Regions from separate parts of the Bicyclus anynana genome. Here region 2 is linked to region 1. A link is a contact called in public Hi-C data. All regions are on one chromosome and are shown on one strand. Each heading gives the region's core, a stretch centred on a gene start, on an enhancer-like site or on the middle of the called end of the contact. The rest is flanking DNA. Distances are from core to core; before and after follow the strand shown.

Region 1 (6,126 bases), core at 2,387-4,886:
TTGGCATGTCTTCTAAATAACAAGAAATTAAATTAAATTAACTGAAATATTGTAAGTAGCAAATTATGCTTCATCTTCCGATTTAAAAGTATCGGAGCCGAAGTCGGAATAATAATAATCGGAAGTTCCGACTTAACGGAGCCGGAGTCGAAGCTCCGTAACATCCCTGATATGTACATACCTATTACCTACATAGGTATACTACGTGTGTATATAGTAAAATTGCGAAAAAAAATTGATCGCTTATATTTTGGGCCAGCGAACAAACAAGTCCAGCGCAATTCGACAAGCGATTGATCTGGCGGGCGTATTAATTGCTCTTGTAGTGTAGTCTTGTCTGAACCTAACGCTTAGATGTATAACCTACCTACCTTTGCTCAGCTATTATCTGTATTTTCTATTGTAGGTAGATATCTATTTGTTGACATTATGGAGCTTAAATCCATAACGCTGCTTCATCGTGGGTTGGCGGACTAAATATATAAATAAATAAATAATAAATCTTTATTTATCAACACTTCATATCACAATTAGGTTGAAGCCCTGCCTCCGGTACCTACTAGTTATTACTGTATTATCTACAGGAGGCGGTGTCTTTCCATTTTCAATGCTTATTCCCTATAGGTAAGTACTTAATTATATGCTTATCCCATTAATCTAAGGGTGATTATCTAAGGGTGATAATAAACATCATTATCAACATCATCGCATTTTTCGCCGATAGACGTTCACGGCTGGATACCTAATAACTCTTGTAAAGACTTCCTATTAGGTACCACGGACAAGAGTCGCTTGCATCCAAAAACTTCCTTTTACCCGACTGACGTCAGCGGACTGCCTAGTACGGGGTCACCAATCCAGTAGGTAGGTACAGTTGAGACCCCAATGTCCATCTGCTCTCGAACTATATGTGCAACACACCGTCTATTAGATTTGGTAAGTGGCTCGTTGAGCATGAGCTGTATCGGATGAGCTTCTCATTTCTAATTCGATCATGCAGAGATACTCAGAGCATAGATCGCTTTATCGTTCGATGGCATATTCTTTCGGTTGTCTTATGATTATGAGGCCCACAGCGGATTCGGAACCATAGTCAACACTGTCAACACGAACTGTAGTTTCGTCTCCAGTTTTGAACGATGAGATTTAACGTAGTTTCTCTAACGATGCCAATCAGCCGAATTGATGCGAGTGATGCCTAATTATGATCAAAAGTTTAGATAACTTTTGATCATAATTAGGCACTATCATCTATGGAGGTCTTGATAGTGCCTACTCTAGGCACTATCAAGACCTCCAGTCAAGAGACTCTAAACCACTCCAAACTAAAAATTTTTACTGAGAATTTCTTGGATTAAGAAAGATTAGTCTCACTCTCACCTAATGTAGTCGCAAACCGCACCGGAAAGCGCAGTGGTAGTCGACCTCCCACTATAGGTGGACTGAGGAAATCATGCGGGTTGCAGGGAGCCGCAAAGTCCATGCAAGAGGACTATGTGCAGCAGTGGAGGTCCATCGGCTGTTAGTGACTATGATGATGATTGGGCCGCCGCCCGGTCGGGATCCCAGGACTCACACTTCGTGATTTGAAGACACAAAGGCTAGTCACTTGACCAATCAGCGATGGTTATACCTACACCTGGGTTGTGTGCGCTTTCCGGCGCAGGGTCGCCATTCCAACACCTTGGGACCAACAATGACCACCAGCTCTTCGGACTATGTATCCTATCCATTGCCACTTCAGCTTCGCGACTCACTGAGCTATGTCAGTCAGTCAGACTTTGGTTCTTCTGCGGGTCTTTTCATTTCTGATTCGATCACGCAGTGACACTCTAAGCATAACTCGCTCCATCGCCCGCTGAGTGACTTTGAGCCTTTTTTATGAGGAAGGAATACAGTAAGCGAAGTCTCGGATCCGTAAGTCATCAATGTACCTATAAACACCTATGGAAAATTCCTTATCCAATCCAAGTGTGTACCTAATGAGTCCTCACTCCTCATGGTAAACCCTACCGGTAAAGATGACCCGCCAAGCGATTTAGCATTACAATGCCACAAAGAAACCTTTCAGAGTTATGGATAGAATAAACTTGTAAGTAAGTACCTACCTCTTTAAAGTTAGCTCACTACCATCTTAGACTTTTATTATCTTATCACGTCGCCTATTTTAAAGTTTAATATAATACCTAGATACGGATACAAATTTTATAATATACAGACCTACCTACTACTACTAATCTAATGAAAATTTATTAATGAATGCATAACATTACATCATCACGCAGAAATACTCCTAGCATAGCTCGTTCCATCACCCGCTGTGTGACTCTGAGCTTTCTTAGGAGGCCCATAGTTAGCGACCAAGTCTCGGAACCATAGGTCATCACTGGCAACACGCACTGTTCAAAGACTTATGTCGTCAAGCACTAAGGAATTTCGGAGAAGAACTAAATTCACCGACATAGCTCAACGTGTCGCGAAGCTGAAGTGGCAATGGGCGGGGCACATAGTTAGAAGAGCCGATGGCCGTTGGGGTCCCAATGCTGGAATGGCGACCCCGCACCAGAAAGCGCAGAGTTGGTCGACCCCCCACCAGGTGGACTGACGACATCAAGCGAGTCGCAGGTATTCGCTAGAGGCGGCTCAGTATCGTGATGTTTGGAAGTCCCTACAAAAGGCCTGTGTGTCCTGCAATGGACGTCCATCGGCTGACATGACTATGATGATAATGATATCATCATCATCATTAATAAAATATCAATCATCAATCATATTCAATGAAATTACACCTACCTCCATGAAGTTATATAGTCCGAAATATGCTGATAATAATTTGACATGGCCGATACTTACCAGTTTCACCGTTCAAAACTACTCGTATCGAGGTAGGCAGGTAGGTACACTTAAGCACAGAATACCTATACCTACATAGTCGTAATAACAAGATTTAGGAGGATTTTTAATAGTGTTTTGTATTATATTTTGTATTGTTTAATTGTTAAAAATTAAAAAAAGGACAAATTAATAAATAATAGAAAAAAGACATAAGGCTATTATATAAGGTACCTATCTACCTACTAAAAAAAATTACACAACTAAGTAAGTAAGTACTTAGGTATTTCAATTGATCTACGTGTCTACGTATCTACCTATTGGTGGTAGGCGCGTGTCAACCTGCTTTTTGTCGTGCGTAGGTATTTAATTAATACGCAAGTTTGTGCGATATTTTATGAATGCAATATACCTACAGCTACGACTAACATGAAATTGACTTAATTATTAAAAGTAACAATTTAAATAGATACCTATTATCTAAACAGGTACGAAGGACGGTAACTACTATTCTTAATTACTTGTTTATTAACATAACATTGTTTGCGAATTGCGACATTCGCTTTTGAATTTCCGCATAACCTCGTTATCATAAACAAACGAAGGCGAGCGCGAACTATCGGCTCCCGCTATCAATCGCGAATCGATGCCGCGCGAATCATTTGTTTTAATAGCGCGAATAAAAACAATATAAAGGTAGCGGGCGGAGCGTATAACAGAAATATCAGTTTGATATCGCGCGGTTTGATTCGCCGTGACGCGGGACGCCTTGGGGCGGGGCCTCCGCAGAGAGGGGGCGCCGGGCGAACGGCATACCATTCCGTGCGAGCTACGGCGACGCTCGCATCGTACCGGAGTACCGGAGTACCGTACCGTAGCGTACCGCGCGACCGCATTGCATGTACCGTGCGCGTGTGAGCGTGTGACACGTCCCGGTGTGGCGTGTTGTTGTTCCCGTGTTCCTAAAACCGCCAAGATTCGCGTGAAGAACCGCGAACCGGTGCCGGCGTATGCCATGGCCGACGCCGACCGTGATTCGGACCTTGGAGACGACAGCCCCGTGGTAAGTGCGAACGTCAACAGCGTGTTGTTTTTGTGTTGTTGTTGTCACATACGACAATGTTGTTGGCCACTGATGGTCTGTCAACAGTGCAGTTGTATTTCAGACCTTAGGAACATTGGTCACTCAATTCTTATTACATTTTATGGTGGCCAATTTAACAGTTCCATTTAAATTACTAAATACCGTCAAAGTAGATAATTATTTTAACAGGTAACATTTTGAATTAGGTAAGTTTGATAATTTATTTTGTAATGCTAAGGACCCAATTAGGGTTGTCAAAACTTATGCGTTTAAAGTTTTTAACTTTGCCTAATCTACCGCATTTTAATGCGCCTGTTACTTAAGTACCTACTTGCAAATATTTTTTACTTGACAAAATATAAGAATATCCATAAGAATGATTTTATTTATTAGTCTAAGTAATTGAATTATCAAAACATTTTGAGTGCACATATAATGTGGCCCATTTTGTCACACGCTGTTGGAATTTATCGCTTTTTTTTCAACGCCTACCTACATTTTCTTATAATAGTATTGATATGCAAGTAGCAACTATAGAAATCATGTGTTTAAAAAGGTAACATATCTTTTGCTCTAAGAAAAACAATGTTCGAAAATTTGCCATAGCAACGTATGCAAGCCGTCGCAACAACATTGCAATATGAAGCTAATTATCTACCAAACGGCTGTCATACATAAAAAATAGATTTTAAGGGACTGTAAATGTCTGTTTTGTTGGGTCTATATAAAAAAACCATGAAAATATTTATGAAAACGTATAGGGTAGGTAAAGGTAAATAAGTGTCTACTTATGCCTACTTATTAATCAACTACAGAAGTGACAGATCTGCAATCTAGATGTACCTACCTACCTAACCTACCAAGGTAGATTGGAACTAGTCATATCAGCCCATTCATAATTTTGGAAGATAAACAAAAAGCATTTCGCGTAGGCAATATAAATTTGAAGAATTCCTTATCTGATTATACCTGTGATGATAAAACTTGCCCCAAACTATGACCGTTATCAAAAAGCTATTGTTGTTAGAAATAATCTCACTAGCCTACCTATTTACCTGTATTGACGTATCTACCTACTCTAGCTAAAAATGACCAATACAAATGTGACTAGCAAACGCTCGCGGTTTCACTCGATCCCGCAGGAATTCGGGGATCAAGAAAATATTATCTATTAGAATGAAGATGTAACTTTTTTGGTTTGGTGAAAGAATGATTAAAATCGATTCGAGTATTTTCGAGTTTACTTAATTGTAACAAACCAAAAAATCTAATTTTACGTACTCTTTAAATTGTTTTAGAAGCTGTCTAATTTTGAGTAGCGTTACTTTATCTATGAAGTTAAGCAAATAAGTTTTAGAAGTTTTCTATGTATAATTAGGTATCTACCTAGCTACCTGTACCTCCAGATGGGTCGATTTATGAGCGCTAAATGGAGTTCCATATCGCGTAAAAAGAAGAAAAACACCTTTTTTTGAAAGACAAGAATGTGTTTGTTTTTACAGACAAGAATTAAAATAAATACCTATCAACATTTTTATTTATTGGTATTCTATGTACACTCAGTTTCTATATATGTCTTTACTAGTAGATTGAGGTATGTAGGTATGTAAAATGTTGGTTTGGTCATGTGTTAAAGAAAAAAATTATTTATTAAATTAATGATTAAGGTATGTCACGGAATATTTAAGTTGATAAATGATAGAAAATCACAAATTTATTAATGACGACCTATTTTTGTAAAGAGGACAAAAAAAAATTTACTGCAAGTTTGCACATGTGCTGCCAGCGTCGGCGGCTTTCAGCAAAATGGCGTCGATGCGCTTATTAATAACAAATTCGTAGACGGGATTTTATTACCGATGGGTCCTTTCTAGGGTTGCCACCTAATTATTTTAAATAGGTATGGTATGGGTAGAATAAACTTATGCATCTTTCAAGTAAGCCCACTTCCATGTTAGACTGCACTGTCACTTAACTTCAGGTGAGAACTGATCGCAGTCTAGGGCTAACTTATCATCGATAATAAAAGAAAAAAAAAGCAAAAATATTACCTAGCAAGATATTAACAAAACATATTTAAACTAAAATAAAAATCTAAGTATTTTATACATTTTTTGAAAACCAGAATCCCTTATAATTATTATCTGACGCGGTGGTGGCTTCATTGCTTAAACTGTTGCGAAGGAAATATACAAATAGTACCTATGCTG
Region 2 (6,736 bases), core at 3,006-5,505, 170 kb after region 1:
GTCCCTATTGTAATTTAGATTGTCATTCAAATGGCTGTCAGGTGAGGCTCTAAACTCGGTGGCAGTAACCGTCTCGACACCTTCATTTGAGAATACAATGATCGATACAACACCTACTCGACTGTATATCGCGATATAGAATATTGTTGACGTGAAAAGTAAATAACATAGAATAATGTCTATCAAATATGACTATACCTAATATGCTATTACGGACAAACATCTTATTTACTAACAATGAAAACAGCAGTATAATATAATTAATATATTATAATTAGTGATCAGTGGTCTGACGCCATTACAGACTGCAATTACAGAAACACATAAAACACTATCTATCAACATTGTACAAAAGCGATTAGCAACAATGTATTGGCAACATAATATATGATAAAGAAAATTAAAGGTTTCCGATGAAATTTTACGATTCCCGTAAGCGACAAACGATGGCTATAAAAATAAGTATAGAGAAGGGGGTGTATTATTATAACAATGCAAATAGTCACAATACAAAGATGCAAAAGCATATTTATAACTTGAAATATTATTCTGATGTAGTTTACAATGACTTAGCGTTAAAAACCTGCTACATAAGTTTAGGTATTAGCTTAGAAATATAGAAAATTCAACGTATCATTTTATTGCGTCTATTCAAACAAAAATAGTATTAACGCATTTTGTTTGTTTTCCTATAGCAAGTCATCATTAGAGTCTTTCTTCACACGGTTAAGCAGTTTGGTTGGAATTGTACAGCTTTACGTTTGCCGATAGTTGCCACCATCATTTCAAGGATCCCATTGTTACATTCATCGCAATGATCTGGCGTAGTTGCGTCGCCTTTAGCCGCATCCGACGTTTCCATTGTTGCAATTTTATTGCCGGTGTTACCGTCTCCGCGGAGATCGTAAAGCATGCAACAGCGTTCGATACTATCCACCACGATCCGCTGCCTCGTAGATGGGATCTGCGACCGCAGGACGCGCATTATAGCGCACCGAAGCCACCGCAACGCCGATTTTCATTCGTTTCTAATAAATTGATATGAGGCGCGGTGCGACGGCTCTCGGAGCACGGGATTGGTCGAGGCGTTCCCCGAGGCTCGATACTTGGGCCCCAGTTGTAAATCAACTTTACAACCTTTAATTACAGATATTTGCCGTCTCATGTGAATGTACGGGATATCGGAGGGCCGCGCTCGCGAAAATATCGCATAATAATGGGTATTGACCTGTAATGGCTCGCCTGTAGGTAGGCACTATCGGCCGCCTTTGTCTTGATTGTTGGAGCGAGAGAATATTCTTTTCTGAATGATTGCCAATTACATCGAATGGCCTCCTGAATTCCACTAAGCGATACAATACTTAAGTATACGGCGCAGTTCTGATTTGCATCAGTATAAATGATTTATGCGTTATTAAACGTAAACGTTCTGAAAAATATCACACTTTAAGTTCTCTTTCTCTTGTGATGTTTTTTCTGAATTATTTCAAATTTTGACTTGAATTGGTCATTATTTAATCACGGCTTCAAAATTACTGACGTGATAAAACTGTCAGTTTCCCCGAGTGATTCTAATAAGAAAGTGTTATTGTGCGCTCGCGCAGTTCCCCACAATGTTGCACCGGATAGGGCGGCCGCCATTTTAATGTCTCTCAGACGGAATTACGCTGGATTGTTCTCAGCTTTACTGCTCCCCTCGTGATTGATCGTTGTATCCTCAGCCTTATGTCATTCTCGCACCGTATCTCTCGGAATTTGTACTACAAGCAATAAATACGTATTGAGTTATGGTGGCTCCGCAAGATTGCTGCATACAATCTCTTCTCCGGCATTTAACACTGTACCCACACGTAACTCTTATCCTGCTATTATAAATTATATTTATTTTTATTCATTACCTACCATTTATTAATATTAATTAACGAACAAGATATGAAGCTCTATTTTCTGTATCTGTATCCTAACTTATGTGTTTTGTATGTTACTTCATTCGTCATGCCAATTGAATTTTTCTACAATTATTCCCCCATTAGAAATATCTATTTTTTAGTTAACGATAAGAGATAAGTGTCTGGTATTCAGTCTAATCATTAAGTTTTATTATTTTCTATTCTATTGTTAACAGGCATGACTATTTTGTCCAACATTAGCTAATGACTCTACCAAATAGTTATTCATTGAAACGAGTGATGTATAAATAGAAACTGAAGTCCTCAAAAACTATTTAGTAAACTTCTTCCAGTAATCTAAACAAGACTATTAGTATGAAGGTGGTATAATCGACGCTTAAAGTGTGGAAATTAACACTAGTGTGATCGTATTTCTAAATTAAAACTTCACTTCGGGCTCGCAATAAATTCTTCCGCTCATAAACTCGTAACGACTGTCTAAACAGGGGCTAGCTGTCATGTACAACGTTAATATACGAATATGAAATAAAATCAACCACAACCAATAGAAACAGGCTAATAATTTCAAGTTTTTCATAGTAGACCAGCAATTAATTGTTTTAAATTATAGATACAACATTTATATAATCCGTCCATCCATTTCCATCTTTTTATATTATGATTGAGAATTCTTATTTAATTTTTACTACGTGCACAAATTGATCGGATTTTATAAAGTTTATTACAAATATTTTTTTGGTTTTATTAAACAAATTTCCGCTTTAACATCACGCGTCTAGTTAATCGTGGTGTATATTTTGATTGATGTTGTTATGATTGTCACATTAAAACTAATTTATATCTTGAATCGTAAACATTTTATTGCCACATCGGTATTAGTAAGTACCCTGCGATTTGCATTTCCAACATGTGCGAGTGTCTATTTATATACCGTGGTATTATTTTTATTGTCATCACCTCACCATGTCGGAACCACATTAACACCATTCAGTGGGTACATGCTTTTATATTCATTTAAGTCTATTCTGGATGATGATTTTATTGCAATTACAATATATTATTCAACATAAATTTTTAATATAACAATCGCAGAATAAATATACCTAGACCTTATAATAAATTAATTAAAACTAAGAATTACACAGTATATTAAATTTAAATTTATAATAAATAAAATAATTATAACAAATACACACCATCTAATTGTTCACCCAGAGGCAAGGTACCCAATACACTAGCGCTATTACCCCTCTGGATAGCAAGGCTTAACCTTTGGGCCAAATAAGCGCCAGCTCTTGGGTCACCTGAAGCATGGACCAATTTGTCAGACATAGCATTAAAAAATTTTTTAGTCTATTTTATAGTCTATTCTTAGATTGTTTCAGAATTGTTAATCTAACATTAACAAAGCGTGAAGAGTTTGTTTTCGATGTTCCAAGTATTGCAAACGTGTTTGTAAAGAGCCGTAGCTGGAGCGTTACCAACATAGGCGAGTAATTGAGATTGATCGAGTCGTGAATCGAGTGGGGCGGTGCAATCAAAAGCGTATCAGACCAATGAGGGGCCGGCGCCGGCTCTCCGTGGCCTCTCATTGGCCGATCGCAGGGTTGAGGCATAAAGGGCCTTGATACAGCTCTCGATAAGCGGTAGGCGTCAAATGTCGATTCGATCGATTATCGCCCGCGTCGTCTGCAGCGAACAGAATCTGATAGGCCGATTGTCTTCTACGTACAATAAGCGCATAATACACAAACTTATTCATGACAATATCGAATCTAATTCATTTCTGAAGCTTATTTTAGATATTATAGTACACGCTGAGGGTAATAAAGCCATCGTATTTCTAATCCGGCTGTAAATTTCGTCCGCTCTTACATTTGGAGGAGATTAGGGAGCAAATCATTCGTTATTTACAATCCTTTATCAACACCCGGGGGCGTCAGACTCTGCGATTTACGAGACTCGCGAGTTTTGCGCACAAAAGGGCTGAGCCTTTCTAAGCGACATCGAGTGCCAATAAATATCGCGCGAGGTGCGAATAATCGATACAACGCAACACTGTAACTATTGCGGTATGGGGAAAAGAGTTCATTCTATTCCAACGGTCATAAAATGCGAACATAAAGTGAAATTCATAATACATATTTAGTGTAAGGTTTCGTAGGAAAAGCAATAATTTGTCACAATTGGGCACGATTAGATTGGCTCTGTCGGCGATTGGACATACGTCGTAAATTACGGTTTAACCGGCCGAGTTGTGGAGATCGCTGGGTGGTGCGTTTGTCGTTTTGCGTGCGGTTTCGTTTGCCATGGTCGGGTTATGCAAATAGCGTTTGCACGGTGCTGGCCGCACGCGCATCGAATCGCGCGTTTTCCGCCGACGGGGGAGTGGGGGGGTTGAGGCGGTTAGTGGAAATCGTTATTGGGGTGATTGCTTTCATAAACAATAGCTTTTGTCCACGGTTCCTTGTAACACTTGTTATTTAGACGGACCGCTAGGTGCGTGTGATAACATGTTGCACGTATGTTGGTACTTAGATGCTGTGTTAGACCGTGCTTTATCTATCTCACTGTACAATATGGTGTTATTAAAGATTTGTTGACGTAATTTTGATTAATAAGAATAAGGAGAATTGTTTAATGCATATTCTACTCGCTCTTTTTAACATTTGTTAAACTGGTTTCTTGCATCTGTTTTTTATTTACGTATCATTTACATTACTTTACGTTACGTTTATATTACGTATTTTGGCTGGTGAATTGACTTCGGCCTTGGCTAGTTACCACCCTACCGGCCATCTACCATCAAACGATTTAGCGTTCCGGTATGATGTCGTGTAGAAACCGAAAGGGCTGTAGATTTTCATTCTAGAACTCTTTACAAGTTAGCCTGCTTCCATCTTAGATTGCATCATCACCTACCATCAGGTGAGATTGTAGTCAAAGGCTAACTTGTAAAGAATTAAAAAAAACGTACAATGGATGCTTGCGACTCCAATCTTAATTTCTATTTCTCATAAATCGCACAGAAACCTTGGATTCTTTGGAGATTAAAAGCAGCCAATGTTGCTCACTATCAAAACTCATCATAATCGGTTCAGCGATTTAGAGACCTTTATTATGTAAAGGTAACAGACAGAAAGACAACAAAGTAGAGTTTAGGTTAGTAGTTTTACCATCCTGGCTACCAGCAAGAAATTACAGGTAAAATAGATAGGTACCTAGTAATAGTTTCCCGGTAGTCTTACCAGGAAAGTTGACTTAGTTGCCCTATGAATTTCACGTTTACAGTACAGACAGACAGGTAAGTGTATTTCTTATAAGTCTTGCGTTTGTATATATACGTACCTAAGGATATGTCTTCAAATCATTTCTTAACTAGGTATTTTTTTAAGTTTGTTTTGAACAATATCTAAGTCTTAAACTTAACAAGGTGAATAATTTTTCTTTTTATTAACAGTGTAAGGTAATTAATTTTACTTCTTACAGCTTGAATATAAAGAACAAAATACCTATTAATAACACGATGAATTGATACACCCTGAAAAGAACTCAAGTTATGTTAAATATAGTTATGTATTACCTTGTAGGGCGACGATATTTGAACTTGGGTGTAAGTTGGACACACAAAATATCTTGAAAACTATTAAGGTACACTAACATGAAATCCTGGGCTCCGTGGCGCAGTGGTAAGCGCGGTGGATTTACAAGACGGAGGTCCTGGGTTCGATACACAACTGGGCCGATTGGGGTTTTCTTAATTGATCCAGGTCTGGCCGGTGAGAGGCTTCGGCCGTGGCTAGTTACCACCCTACCGACAAAGACGTGCCGCCAAGCGATGTAGCGTTCCGGTACGATGTCGTGTAGAAACCGAAAGGGGTGTTTTCATCCTCCTCCTAACAAGTTAACTCGCTTCCATCTTAGATTGCATCATCACTTACCATCAGGTGATATTGTAGTCAAGGGTTAACTTGTAAAGAATAAAAAAAAGCTCGCGAAAACAAATACAAACACAATATATTTTTGCATTAAGACATGGAATTGAAAAACTCCTTTGACAATTGCTCAACCAGCCCCATTCTACCCTACTGTAATTACATAGTATAATTTAGTGAATAGATAAACAAAAAAAAAAAGAAAAACAACAAAAATTGAAAACCAACACCATACTCCATTAAACAAACACGAACCCAACAACAAATTGACTTCCACTTTATTTGCTCCAATTTGAAAGCATCACGTTGTACTTAGACATAAGCACAGCAATTAATCTCTTAAACGGGTGACGTTTGGAAACCCATCACCCCCTTCCTCCCCCACCTCCCCTGCCACCCCTGGATAACCGGGGAATGATTAACTGCAGACAGGAAGACGGATTGACAAATAGTCCGTCGGTATTTGCTAATGTTTCGCGTTCATCAATAAACGATCGTCGAGGTCACGCTTTTTATTGCAAGCGTGAATTGTGTTTTATTTTTCGCTCGTCGCTATTTCGGGCTTTTGTCTTTTGGACGATGTAATCGTAATTATAGACGCTGTAAATAAATAAAACGTCGTGTGACATACGTGCTTTTATAATTACAGCCTCTGCTTCCTTACTTATAGCTCTCGTCTTTGGCTCGAGCTGCAATATCACCTTGGCTGTAATTTTCAACATTATCACACTCATACCATAATGTACCTACTATTGTTTTTATTTATTACAATTTAATTTGTTTTCGTTGTAAACTTTTTCTGTTTGATCATATTTAATGTTGTCTTTTTATTGCAAAGTGTTTGGATTGTGTTTTGTTTTCGCTCGTCGCTATTCCGGGCTTTAGTCTTTT

The links. Hi-C and Micro-C count contacts between places; a contact is called where the count stands out from the background.
Region 2: a contact with region 1 is called in a Hi-C map of whole larva, with 5 times the contacts expected there. The contact joins the enhancer-like site here to the promoter of LOC112042920 in region 1. A contact is called at or near these places in 2 of 2 Hi-C or Micro-C datasets (whole body and whole larva).

What each region holds. Positions count from the first base shown.
Region 1 is chr20:5,078,051-5,084,176 of ilBicAnyn1.1, forward strand. LOC112042920 (protein dead ringer) reads left to right here and starts at 3,637. Exons shown (of 10, transcript XM_052887712.1): 1 at 3,637-3,895. The coding sequence starts at 3,848.
Region 2 is chr20:5,245,601-5,252,336 of ilBicAnyn1.1, forward strand. The region is part of intron 4 of LOC112042920 (protein dead ringer); the gene reads left to right. Among protein-coding and RNA genes, the nearest start is that of LOC128198030, 28 kb to the right of the region's middle. Within about 2 kb of position 4,256, at least 8 of the 8 cell types and tissues checked have open chromatin away from gene starts, as enhancers often do.